Linked DNA regions of Zea mays: region 1 is linked to region 2. Evidence: chromatin contacts called from public Hi-C data. All regions are on one chromosome and are shown on one strand. The core of a region is the stretch at or near the end of the contact, and the rest is flanking DNA. Distances in the headings are between cores, read along the strand shown.

The links. Hi-C and Micro-C count contacts between places; a contact is called where the count stands out from the background.
Region 1: a contact with region 2 is called in a Hi-C map of ear, with 2.9 times the contacts expected there. The contact joins the promoter of LOC100285694 here to the promoter of LOC100502346 in region 2. A contact is called at or near these places in 2 of 25 Hi-C or Micro-C datasets (ear and tassel).

What each region holds. Positions count from the first base shown.
Region 1 is chr6:136,648,457-136,655,251 of Zm-B73-REFERENCE-NAM-5.0, forward strand. It overlaps LOC100285694 (gibberellin 2-oxidase), which reads right to left and starts at 3,204. Exons shown (of 3, transcript NM_001158585.2): 1 at 2,687-3,204. The coding sequence starts at 3,090.
Region 2 is chr6:136,361,223-136,368,375 of Zm-B73-REFERENCE-NAM-5.0, forward strand. It overlaps LOC100502346 (E3 ubiquitin-protein ligase UPL6), which reads right to left and starts at 3,935. Exons shown (of 27, transcript XM_020539156.2): 1 at 3,702-3,935; 2 at 3,423-3,600; 3 at 2,461-2,558; 4 at 2,254-2,381. The coding sequence starts at 3,581.

The sequences.
Region 1 (6,795 bases), core at 1,954-4,453, 290 kb after region 2:
TGCAAAGATTCTGATGCCATTTCTGTTTTTGTTCTTGTTGCCAAGCATTTTACAATTATATTAATGTGATCAAGGCAATGAACAACCTCCTACTTCTTAATTAGTTTGGTGCTACATTATGAGTATTGGAACACTGGCAATATATTAATGATTCATGACTAGTTGACAGAGAACAAAGGGAGTTCATTTCGAAGTTCATGTATGTGATGTACATCCTGTGTGGCCATCTAAAAACATCGTTTTCTGTATGGAACTTAGTGTACTTGGCTGAAAAAAAGCTGTAAGAGCTATCCAATAGCCATGGGTTCTGTTGCTAGCCGCATCAATTGGTGGTTGGGTACGGCCATTAATTGAAGACCACTGCACCGCAGATATGTGAGACTGATTGACATGCAAAATACACATATATAGTTTGTTGGAGAGGGACCTGACACCGAGATGGTCTTCTAACTACCTTAGAGCGAGAGAGGAGGGTTTTCTTGTCCCTTTCATTTTATTTGCTCTCAGCCAACTCTATTGAATTAGGCCACTGCATGCCTGTGGCCTGTGTGGTGTGTTAAAGATATCTCATCTGTTATGTTCAGTCAATTGTTATTAAGAATTTACTCGGTCACAAAAAAAAGAACTGTTAGGCATTTCAATGTTTTTCCCAGCATGCATGGACAAGGGCTTCCCTATCACAAGCAAAATGTTTAAGCCATTTTTCAATGCAAAATGATAGCAGCCGATTGCAAGCCTTTCGAATGTTCTTTTGGCAAGGCAATTATACCAAACTTTCATCAGAAAATCGTCCAAGACCATTCTGCGGAGCTGTCAAGTTTCTTATGTCCCATCAGTTTGTGCCTTTTCTTTTGCTTTAGAAACTAGCTACTACCATGTATGCTCTTGAATTGTTGGAACTAACATATCATTGCCCTGCATATTGTGGCATCAATTGTGCCATTATTGCGATAATTATTGTCTTGAAAACCATGTAGTTATGCATTTGCGCAATTTATTTGATGGGGGGCCTTCCTGACTATGACAGCAAAGGGTACTAATTCTACCACGAACTGTACAGGAACATCCCCCTAAAGCTATCATAGTCATGGATAAAAGCTAGCATATTAATTACTAGAAAAACTAGTAAAGTTGAAAAATTATGAGTAAGAATCTTGAATAAACTATCTTTTTTTATCCATTATACTGTTCAGATTAATATGTGTTTGGATTTCAAATGGCCACATTGCTGTCGAACTTTACTCTCTTTTCTGTCAGGGAAAAAATCGCACTATCAATTATCAAAGGATGCCTTCTTAGAAAGTCCAACACTATATGCTTCATGTTGGACTTAATTAAATCTGTATATACTAAAAAAATTCAAGGAACACCTCACAAAATCTACATTTTTTGCAATCCTTTTTAACATTATGTGGATATATATCAGAAATTGGTACAGGACAGCCAAAATTAGAGATAAGCAACAAGAAGGGGAGCAGCCTCAGTTGGAAATTCCAGAGGAGTGCATACATGACACATTGACACCCCAAGTGCTCTTTTAAAATGAGAAGGACGAATTAACAAAACTATACCAAACATGCATGCATGTACACATCATGTCGACCTTAAGTCCTTAACTATAATATTCAGCAAAAGGTTAGTATATATCAAATGCTTGCATCACCTTCCATACACACAAAAGCTAGGAGAACCTTGCAAAAATAAACCTACTCATCTGCTAGCTGCTGAGAGCTTAGCATCAAGCGGGAGACATTCCGACAGGTGTAGGACTATGATATGCAAACCACATCATCTATCACACTATCATCAGCATAGGCTGTTGGTTAATTAAGGAGCACTGCAGGCACAGTGCCGAGGAGCTTGACACCTGCAGGTAGCCATCAACACTAACACACCTCACAAAACCTTTATTGGTTCCTTTCGCCAAAATCTCTATTTCCTCATTTTTACCTTTAGTCATGAATTTTGATTAGTTTCGTCCTTCAACTTTTCAGCAACGGAAAGACAAAACAAAGCAAAAAAAAAACACGGCTAAGCTTAAAAATGAACAAACCAACACAAATAAAGGCACCACTTTAAAATACCGTTTAATTAAACCTCATAATTTACCAAGACCGTTCGAGTGTGCGACGACAGATATATAGGTCTTGTTTGGGACTGTTTCAGCTTCACAAATTTGGTGAAGTTGATGAAGCATGCCATTAAAAGCTTCAGAAAATCGTGAAGTTGAAGTTGCAAACTTTTAGAGATATTTAAATAAGTCATTTTATTTTGTATTTAGATTATTTTTTCAAAACCGTTTAAATTTACATTATACACACCGTAGCTCCATGTTGAAGCTGGAATCCCGTGCCAAACACACCCCAACAGTAGCATACTTGTTTTTTATTACGAAGTTGGAATAACAACATAATACTGATGAAAACTTTAGGTACAATGCAATAGAACAACACAATGTGCATGGTTTATTGGTTTCGCATTAACTAGCCAGCAATCATTTCACGGGTGTATATATATGCTTGTCGCTAAAATCTTATTAGCTAGAAGTACAGCATGCATCAATTTAAATACATGTGTGATTTTTGCACAAAGATGTACACATGCATGGATACATATATAGTCAAGTGGTAGTGTACTGCATACGAGAGTAGTGAGAGTACGTATAGTAGCCGTGTATTTGTTATACCTGAAGCGCGAGGGGTCATCAGTGTCGATGGATCTGGCCCTGTGCGCGACGGCGGCCGGGTTGGCGTGGAGCAGCAGGTACTCGAGCTCCCCGGCGTCGCCGTTGAAGCCGATGCTGCGGCAGCCGTATCCGAGTGGGCTGGGCGGGCCGGCGCGCTGCTTGTTGTGCGGCGCCAGCGCGAAGAACGTCCTGGCGGCGGCGTCCAGCCGTGCGGCGGGGCCTGGCGCCACGCCGTGGTTCACGGCCCGGAAGAAGCCGTGCTGCGCGCACGCGCGCGCCACCTGCCGCGACAGCGCGCCGCGGCCGCCCGGCGCCGACAGGTCCACCGTCGGTATGCCTATGCCGTCGTGGGACGGCGGTGGCGTTTCTTGGCGCACCACCGGCGTCGTGGAAGGCACCACCATGCTGGCGTGTCGTGACGAGCTGAGCTCAGCTTGGCGCGCGCGCGCTGTGTTGTCGTCTTTGTAGTAGTAAGCTGCTGTAAAGGGCAGGCGAGCTTAGACGATGCGGTGCAATGTAGCAGAGAGATGGACACACAACACTGCTATATATAGCGATAAGGAGTGGGATGATGTGTGTATATACTGTATAGTGGGCTGGGAGCCAGCTGAGGGGAGAGTAGCGGTGTCCTTATACGTGTTAGTGACACCTTTTTGAACAGATCTTTTATTTCTTATAAGCCACAACATATAAAACATGGCAGGGTTAGATACATATAACTTATAAACCAAGTAAGTTTTAGCATATTCTAAAAACTTATAAACCAAGTTTTAGCACATTCTAACTACTAAAGTAGGTGCTAAATCAAGATAAGATAGATGATAAGGTGCTGAGATATACACCAACTACAACTTCACTGTAAACTATAAAATATAAGATTGGCACGAGACTTATTTTATCATTATTTCCTTAAGTCTTGTATGGCAGCTTCTAACAAATCTAAATCATCTCAATTTTGATGCGAAATGTGAATCCACTAATGACATGGGTTTGCCATGTCGTGACCTGATGTGAAGGTCTAGATGTCAACTCCTTGATGGTTTGTTCTTCTATTGTTTCTCCATGTGGAATGTTTTTCACCATTAGTCATGTGTTGAACCACTGCTTGTGTTGATTCATTACCCAATCATCCTTATGCCTATGATTTTGCTCGCGAAGCTCACTGATGTGTTGTTGCATAAATGACTCCATTATCGCTAGCTGATGTATGATGTTGTGATGTGCCTCAAGTACTGTATTGTAATCCGGTGGGATGAAAGATTTATGTCTCATCCACCCACTTCCATACAGTTTACCCTCGTGTCGTGACGGAGGCAAACTTATTGCATTTTGCAACCTGATCTTTTAGGATACTATTGCAGAATGGACCTCTGGACTCAATGGCCTCTTCGGTACAGTACCCCTCTATCATTGATGCCTCAGGACGAGCACGAGCTGATACATAGCCATTCATTATTAACATGAAACGCTCATACGTCTACATTTCATGCAAGTATATGGGACCCAGTGCCTCCATCTGTGGCACCAAGTGCACCACAAGGTGCAACATAATATCAAAGAATGATGGAGAAAAACACATCTAAAACTGTGATATTGTCCCCACTGTGAATTCCTGAAGAGATGTCAACCCATCACGATCAATTATCTTTTGTGGAATCCTGTTGAAAAAGTAGCACAACCGTATGATTTCCATCTTTAAGAACAAAGGATTCATTGCCCTGATGGCAATAGGCAGGAATGTAGTCAGCATGACATGACAATCATGTGAGTTGTAGTTGGTGACTGTTAGGTCTTTCATTGATACAATACTCCGTATGCTAGAGCAAAATCTGGATGGGTCTTTCAAATTCTTGAGCCAAACACACATCGCATGTTTCTCATGTACATTGAGATTGTAGCTTGCTGCTGTGAGATAGTACTTCCCATTTTCTTGAAAAACAGGATCAAGTTCTTTTTTATATCTAAATTTATCAAGTCCATGCGTGAATTGAGCCCTTTTTTTATTTTGCCCTTTATGTCTAGCAAGGTGCCAATTATGTTTTCAAACACGTTCTTCTGAACATGCATACCATCGATCGTGTGCCGCACATCTAACTCTTTCTAGTAAGGCAAATAGTCGAAGAAAATAGACTTCTTATTGAATGTAGCCCCCGGAGCTGGTTTGGCATCCTTCCTTTTGTTTCTGTCTTTTGTCTTCTTTCTGAAAACAAATTTGATATTCGTGACTATTTTAAAAACTCTTTGACCTTTATTGTTACCCGATGGAGCAGTGGAATGCAATTCATCATTATTGTCGAAGTACTTATCCATCTTTTGCATGCGATACCTATGTCATTCCAATAAAAAGCGTATGTGCCTCATGTACATTATCTTCTTAGATGCAGAAAGGGACACGTAAGCAGTTCCATCAATGCATACTGTGGAACCAACCTTTCCCTTAAACTGGCTTGATAATGTGAAGAAAGAAGGGTAATCGTTGATCATAACAAAAAGAATTGCCCTCAACATGAATGAATCTTTACGATACTCATCCAACATTTGAACACATGTTTCCTACAATATTTTTATATCCTCCATTAAGGGCTCCAAAAATACATCTATGTCAACTCAAGGTTATGTAGGTCCAAAAATAAGGATGGTTAACAAAATATACTTTCGTTTCTACATCAATCATGGAGGAAGGTTGTAGATGGTGAGGATCACCGGTCATGTGCTATGCTTGCTGCTCTTCTCAGCAAATAGATTCATTCCATCAGTACTCACTGTGAACCTAACATTTCTGAGTTCATCAACAAAGTCTTGGTGGTTGTCATTGAAATCTTGCGACCGCTTCCCATCGGCTAGATGTCGAAGCTTCCCATCGTTTTTGTGCTCATCAGAAGCATGCTAGTTCATATTTTTGGCATCCTCAGGGTTAGCAAACAAACACCTCAATCGATCGACGACGGGGAGGTACCACATCGCCAAAGCAAGAATTATTTTGAGCGCATAATAGTCTACTTCTTATTTTTCTTTGCTCGTGGATTTTGAGGTCTTCTTTTGGGCTTTATTTCGCTTCTTCCCTTTAGACACGAGTGCAATACACTCTTCCTCTCGATTATCTTTATTCGTCTTGTACCTACTTGCACCACAATTTGGGTAGCTCTCCAAGTCTTTATAATCATCACCTCGATAAAGGATACAATAATTTCTACACGTGTGGATCTTCTCCACACCCATAGTGAGCGGACTAATTAATTCCTTCGCATAGTACGTGTTAGCAGGTACTTTGTTCTCCTCTGGAAGCATGTCTGTGATAATGCTCAAGAAAGCATCAAAGCCAACATCAGACAAACCATAACTAGCTTTTAATATCAACAGCTTTAACACAGACCGGAGTGTCGTGAACTCTTTGGTACAACCCTTAGACTCGTCGTACAAAGGCTCTTCTGCTGCCTTCTTTAGGGACTCCATACCTTTCATGAAGAACATCGATGGATCTATACGACAACACAATATTGCCTTTAACAACTCTGCATCTTCCTCATCCATAACATTTGGCAGAACATGAGTTCTATCACGATCATTTCCTCCAGCGTAACCATGATCAGTAACATTTGGCACTACATGTTCGCTCTGTGGATAAGGTTGGTGTGTCTCGTGAGCGAACTGAAATATATCGTCATGTTCTCAGGGTTTCTAGTTGTATAAGGCGAAGAGCTACCGTCTCCATGCTTTGTCCAAATTATGTAATCCTTCACAAATCCTCGGCATACTAGATGATATATGATTTTTTCTGTGTAATCAAATACAACAACATTTTTGCAGTCCATGCATGGACAATATATGTGTTTTGTCTTTGTTCTCCAAGCATGGTTCGTAGCGGTATCAATAAGCCTATGTACCTCGAATATGTATGATAGATCTAGCCTTGATAAGTTATACATCCAGGATTGTCTCTCCATCATCACCTATAAAAAAGTAACATAAACACAATACAAGAACACAAATTGGCAAGAGAAACATAAACCAACATTTTCTAACTACTAAATATATCATGGATAAACAAAAAATGGCAAAAGAAATATAAACCAAACTTTCTTAGCAACCCTCTTCAAAAAAATAAAGAT
Region 2 (7,153 bases), core at 2,685-5,184:
CGGCGGCCCCCAACTCTCTTACGGAAGCAGGACAACATCAGCAGGGACTCGACCGCTCCAACAGCTGTCCCTCCATCAGGCTCCGCCGCACCTCCGACAGCCACGACATCACGCCAGCAGGGTGCCCAGATCTCTCCGGCTGCCACATTGGCATGTACCTAGGGCGCTAGCTCTCCCTCCGCTAGACACGTAGCACTCTGCTACATCCCCATTGTACACCTGGATCCTCTCCTTACGACTATAAAAGGAAGGATCAGGGCCTTCTCAGAGAAGGTTGGCCGCGCGGGACCGAGGACGGGACAGGCGCTCTCTTGGGGCCGCTCGCTTCCCTCACCCGCGTGGACGCTTGTAACCCCCCTACTGCAAGCGCACCTGACCTGGGCGCGGGACGAACACGAAGGCCGCGGGACTTCCACCTCTCTCACGCTCGGCTCCGGCCGCCTCGCCTCTCCCCCCTTCGCGCTCGCCCACGCGCTCGACCCATCTGGGCTGGGGCACGCAGCACACTCACTCGTCGGCTTAGGGACCCCCCTGTCTCGAAACGCCGACATAAATATTGTTCGGAATGAGGTTGTAAGTTCATGACAGAGTAAATAATCAAATAGGGATAAAATAATTAATAAAATTAACTCATGTCTATGATATTTACATATAGTCAATGTCTATTGAGTCCACATATGAGGTGAAAGGGGGAAGAGCGTAATATTTTTTGTTAAGTACGAGTGTCTGGCCGCCGTAAGGTGGCGATCCTTTGTATCATGTCTGGACTTCTTAGGCTTTCCTTTTTTCCTTCTTAATATAATGATGCGCAGTTCTCCTGCGCTTTCAAAAAAAAGTGTTGGATAATACTTCATCTGGGATTTGCAGGCGCACAAGCAATTTTCGTCAAGACCAGGGAGGCAGGGACAAATTAGCTATCCTTAATTCACCAGCTTCAAACGCTGATAAACCCTTCATTTTCCAAATTGTGTGCCGCACATTCCAACTCCCCATATGGCCACATGCATATGCTCCCCTGGAACGCCCAGGCTGCATGACCCACATGCCGCATGTTCCAGCTACCCGCATGGCCATATGCATATGCTCCCCCAAAAGACCTGTGCCTGAGCTCTTCTGCGACTCCCATGCCCGCGCGTCACAGTAACTCCCACACGGGAAGACTTGATGTGAACGACAACAAAAGGGCATGCAGCAACTTGGACGTCTGTGAATCTCAGAAGCTTTTTCCAGACCTAGTGCGCCTCTAAATCCCTGAACGGAGGGAGTAAAATCTAAACAGACATCATATTTGCTATCAAGGTTTGATTGAAAATTAACCCACAGCAGTGCAAGGGAGCAAATTCCTCTTCCAAATTAACCTTCAACGTACCATCTGATCCGGAAAATCGACCTCACTTGAGATGTATCCTCTTCTAGTCTTTCAAGATATCTCATGAGTACATCAAAATCAGAACTATCGCACACATCTGAATGCCTTTATTCTCTTTTTCCTTTCCTGGTCTTTATATTACAATACTACTCCCTCCGGTAGTGATTTAATTGACGTTCTGACGTGTAGAGCTAGGAATCTAAAAGATTGACGTCCTGAGTTTTTTCTCTCATTTGGGACTAAAATACCCTCATTAATTGATCATTACATCCTAAGAACAAGCAGACACATGCACCATCCAAAGTGTCACCCGTGTGCTAGACAAATCAAAACGTGCCACCATGCATAAAAACATAAATACGTGCCACTATGCATAAAACATAAATACGTGCCACCGTACAAACACCACCATGCATAAAATAAAAATAAAGAAAGCATTTTTGGTTTCCTGTGAGTGGGATTCGACGCGCCACCATGCATAAAATTAAAAACACATCTATGGTTTGCTGTAAGTGGGATTCGAACTGAGGTCATAGACATCAAAACCAGTTTCACTAACCACTCGAAGGAAAACGTATTTATGTCTAGATAGTACAAAATCTTATTTATTAGGGGTATGATAGGAAAGTAGACTTCTAATTAATGGCTCTTTGGTCTACGAGATTATGTCCAAAACGTCAATTAAATCAATACAGGAGGGAGTACTTCAATAGTAACTTGTTTGATACTTTATGTCCTTACAATTCGTTATTTTACATTATACAAACAAGATGCAGCTCCAAGATTTCAATTTTGGCAAGGAACAACCTAAGCTCAGCAACAAAATTTATGCATACAACAACAAAAGGAAAAGGAGCATCGTTAAATAATATTATGACACTTACCGCCTTGTTTAACATATTGCAGCAGCAAATTGCAGACATGACAAAGTATAGCTATGTCATTGTCTTCATTTGCATTGAAGAAGAACAGTAATTGCCGAAGAAAGTCAGAATTAGTGCCAAAGATGTTCCTGGTTCAGTAGCAAAAGTAATCTGAGAGCTTGACAATGGAAGGGGTATGATGTATCTTTAAGGTTAGGTAATGATTACCACTCTATCCTCTCGCAATGCTCCCCAAAAGTTGAGCAAAAATTCTTCCGAACCTCTGAGCGGGCCAATTCCAAAGCCTTCTTCCCTCTGAAGAATTTCTGCAGCTTATAATTAGTCAAGTTCCATTTTTTGTGAACTAAAGTGTGGGTATGTCAGCTAATATGAAGGATGCTAGAGTGGTAATTCCACTCACAAGAACCTACACTATCCTGAGGAGGTCTATCATGACAAACAAAACGAAGTAACTGCAATAAGCAGCTTGCCAGCTCATGGCATTGCACCTGACCTAACCGACAAAAGCAAAGGTGAGGACCTTCCCCCACCTTGCAGCGTCTTTCCCTACATTATAGGTTAAAAACAAAAATGAAAATCAAGAAAAATTCCAGCCGTTAATCCACACAAACGAAACTACAAAACGGATAGCCGAATACATGCACAAACATCCCACTCCACTCGCCTCATCAAACCCAGCAATGACAAAGGGGATAGCCGAATACATGCACAAGCACCCCACTCCACTCGCCTCAGACCCAACAACCCGAAAGGAAACTGACAGAACTTCTCTGGCAGTCTGGTTTCCCCATGTTCCGGCCTAATGTGCAGAAATGGACCAAAATAACTTCAAATGTGATTTCATGAGCTACCATAACTTGCCTGGACAGACAGCATGAACACGCTAACTCATCCTCTCACCACACAAGAGGAAAAGGAAAAGAAGCCAAGTTAGCGGTCCATTTTAATGCCGAGAAGCCTAAAGATATATCCTAACACGGAATCCGTCTTCAGCGGTTCAGCCAAAGAAAACCAGCTGAGCCATGAGCATTCACAACCGCCAAAAGGCTCATAGTTGGATTTCAGAGCCCATGAGACTACCGAGAGCGGAGGTAGATAAACCCCTGCACGATCGTACTGCTCCAACGCCTACCCTGAGCCACGCCACGGGCAGCGAGTCGTCAACAGACCTGGATCTTCGTGGCGGAGGTGTTCTGGAGGCGGAGGCCCTGGCGCCGGCGCCGCTCCTCGCGCGTCTGCTCGAGCAGCACCTTGCGGTCCCGCTCCTTGCTGCTCCGCCCGCCGAGGTCGACCCGCCGCCGCGCCGATGGGTCACCGGAGAAGAACATCGCCGCCTCCCTCACCTGCCTGCACCACGCGTCGACGCCCCCCCACCGACCACCGAAATAAGAATCACCCAGCAAAAAATGGTGTGGAGAAAAGGGAAATTGGATCGGTCGGATCGTAACGAGGTCCGGGAGGCGCTAGGGTTTGGGAGCCGGGGAGACTCCGGGATGGGGCGAGCGAGTAGGGCGATGACGAGACGTGCACGCTCGGGGAGGGGAAAGAGGAGTCGAGAGTCGAGACGGTGGGGGCGGGGCAGGGGGGCGAGGCTTTGGGATTTGGAAGACGGGGCGAAGGAGACGGTTCAATTCACGTGATTGCCCCTCCTGCCCTGTGCTCACCCAACTGCGCACGGCGCGTAGGCAATGACGTGGGCGTTATGCAATCAATTTTTACTAGGTCAATTTTTACTAGGTCAACACTCGTGCGTTGGTACGGAATGAACATATTATGATAATTAGGTGAGTGCCCGTGCGTTGCAACGAAAACAAATAGTACTATAATACTGTTATGAGAAAATGTTTCTTAATATATTTGTGATCATATCCATACATAAATTTTGTTATTTTAATTTAGTTGTTTCACTCCTACATTGCAACTATCAATGTGTTACTACGATTTTTAAATGAATTACCTTGTAATTGATTCAAAAAATCTATAGCAAAAATATGTAAGCTTACCAAACTTTAAGAGAATTTAACCGACAACCAGCCTTCATCATGTGCTTTAAAAGTTAAGAAATTAATACATAAGGAAAACATCATGTGCATTACAAGTTAAGGAATTAATACATAAGGAAAACATCATGTGCATTACAAGTGTCCCAGATTAATGATTCTAAATAGAAATTATTACAAGGGGGGTGTCGGCGTTTCGAGACAGGGGGGTCCCTAAGCCGACGAGTGAGTGTGCTGCGTGCCCCAGCCCAGATGGGTCGAGCGCGTGGGCGAGCGCGAAGGGGGGAGAGGCGAGGTGGCCGGAGTCGAGCGTGAGAGAGGTGTAAGTCCCGCGGCCTTCGTGTTCGTCCCGCGCCCAGGTCAGGTGCGCTTGCAGTAGGGGGGTTACAAGCGTCCACGCGGGTGAGGGAAGCGAGCGGCCCCAAGAGAGCGCCTGTCCCGTCCTCGGTCCCGCGCGGCCAACCTTCTCTGAGAAGGCCCTGGTCCTTCCTTTTATAGTCGTAAGGAGAGGATCCAGGTGTACAATGGGGATGTAGCAGAGTGCTACGTGTCTAGCGGAGGGAGAGCTAGCGCCCTAGGTACATGCCAATGTGGCAGCCGGAGAGATCTGGGCACCCTGCTGGCGTGATGTCGTGGCTGTCGGAGGTGCGGCGGAGCCTGATGGAGGGACAGCTGTTGGAGCGGTCGAGTCCCTGCTGACGTTGTCCTGCTTCCGTAAGAGAGCCGGGGGCCGCCGTCGTCACAGAGCTTGCGGAGCGCCATCATTGCCCCTCCGGCGGAGCTGGCCGGATGAGACGCCGGTCTTGTTCTCCGTGACCCGAGTCGATTCGGGGTAGGATGATGATGGCGCCTCCTGTTGACGTGGCGGTCTATGCCCTAGGCAGGGCGACGTGGGGGTTCCTCCGAAGCCGAGGTTGAGTTTGCCTTTTGTTGCCGTGGCCGAGCCCGAGCCAAGGGGTCGGGCGAGGCGGAAGTCGTTCGGCCGAGGCCAGGGCGGAGTCCGAGCCCTGGGGTCGGGCGAAGCGGAGTTTCGTCGTCTTCCGGGTGCTAGCCCGAGTCCGAGCCCTGGGGTCGGGCGGAGCGGAGTTCGCCGTCTTCCGGGTCTTAGCCCGAGTCCGAGCCCTGGGGTCGGGCGGAGCGGAGTTCGCCGTCTTCCGGGTCTTAGCCCGAGTCCGAGCCCTGGGGTCGGGCGGAGCGGAGTTCGCCGTCTTCCGGGTCTTAGCCCGAGTCCGAGCCCTGGGGTCGGGCGGAGCGGAGTTCGCCGTGGCGCCTTTGGCAAGGCCTGACTGCCTGTCAGACTCACTCTGTCGAGTGGCACTGCAGTCGGAGTGGCGCAGGCGGCGCAGTCCTTCTGTCAGACTGGCCAGTGGAGCAGTGGAGTGACGGCGGTCACTTCGGCTCTGCCGGGGGCGCGTGTCAGGATAGAGGTGTCAGACCACCTTTGCGTTAAATGCCCCTGCAATTTGGTCAGTCGGTGCGGCGATTTAGTCAAGGTTGCTTCTGAGCGAAGTCAAGGCCTCGGGCAAGCCGGTGATGTGTCCGCCATAAAAAGGGGGCCTCGGGCGAGACGCAAGTCTCTCGAGGTCGGCTGCCTTTGGCCGAGGCTAGGCTCGGGTGAAGCGTGATCGAGTCACTCGTGTGGACTGATCCCTGACTTAATCGTACCCATCAGGCCTTTGCAGCTTTATGCTGATGGGGGTTACCAGCTGAGAATTAGGCGTCTTGAGGGTACCCCTAATTATGGTCCCCGACAGTAGCCCTCGAGCCTCGAAGGGAGTGTTAGCACTCGCTTGGAGGCTTTTGTCGCACTTTTTTGCAAGGGGACCAGCCTTTCTCGGTTGCATTTCGTTCCGGTGGGTGCGCGCGAGCGCACCCGCCGGGTGTAGCCCCCGAGGCCTCGGAGGAGTGGTTACACTCCTTCGAGGTCTTAATACTTCGCTTAACGCTTCGGCTGGTCTGGTCGTTCCCTCATGCGAACTGGCCGTAGCCCGGGTGCACGGTCGGGGCCCAAGCTCTCGGGCTGGTATGTTGACGCTGTCAACGATTTGGCCGGAGCCGGTTTTTGCGAGAGCAGCCCCCGAGCCTCTGCACAGGGCGAGAGGACGATCAGGGACAGACTCGACTTTTTACATACGCCCCTACGTCGCCTTTCCGCAAGGAGGAGGGGGGGAGTGCGGCATGTTACCCTCGATGGGCACCGAACATGGTGTCTCCGGTGAGCTGCAAGCGGGTAATCCGAGTGGACGTTCGTGCCCCGTTCGTTGGGGGTCGGCTAGGGGCCCAGAGGCACGCCCAAAAGTACCTGCGGGTGATTTGCCGGACCCGGTCCTCTGGCGACGGGGTCCGAGGGCTCGATGCCTCCCTCCGATGGGATTCCGTTACAAGATCGTTCCCGCTGGTCTCGGAAATGTCCTAGGGTACCTCGGGAGCGCAGCCCGAGCCTTGGTTATGTATCGAACGTACCCCTGGTCATCCCTCGCTCGGTGTCTGAGGCGACTGTGAACCCTTCGGGGGCCAGCCTTCGAACCCCTGATCAGTAATGGGCGCGGAGCCCGAGTAGCCTGAGGCGGCCATGGAGCCCTTCGGGGGGCTGGCCTTCGAACCCCTGACCAGTAGTGGGTGTCGGGCCCACGCGATCTGAGGCGACTGTTGAACCCTTCGGAGGGCTAGCCTTCGAACCCCTGATCAGTAATGGGGGGCTCGGAGCCCGGTTCCTTCGCGGAGAAGGATCCCTTTCGGGGTATCCCCCTTTCCCGGTCCCTGTTGCAAGAGATAGAGAAAGAGGAAAACGGAAAAGGATACGAAATCGGACGACGTGGCGTACCTTTTCTGACGCGGTTATTTCGGCGAAGGTGAAGCGTCGCGCGCTCCTCCTGCCAGAGGCGCCGCGTGTCCCGCCG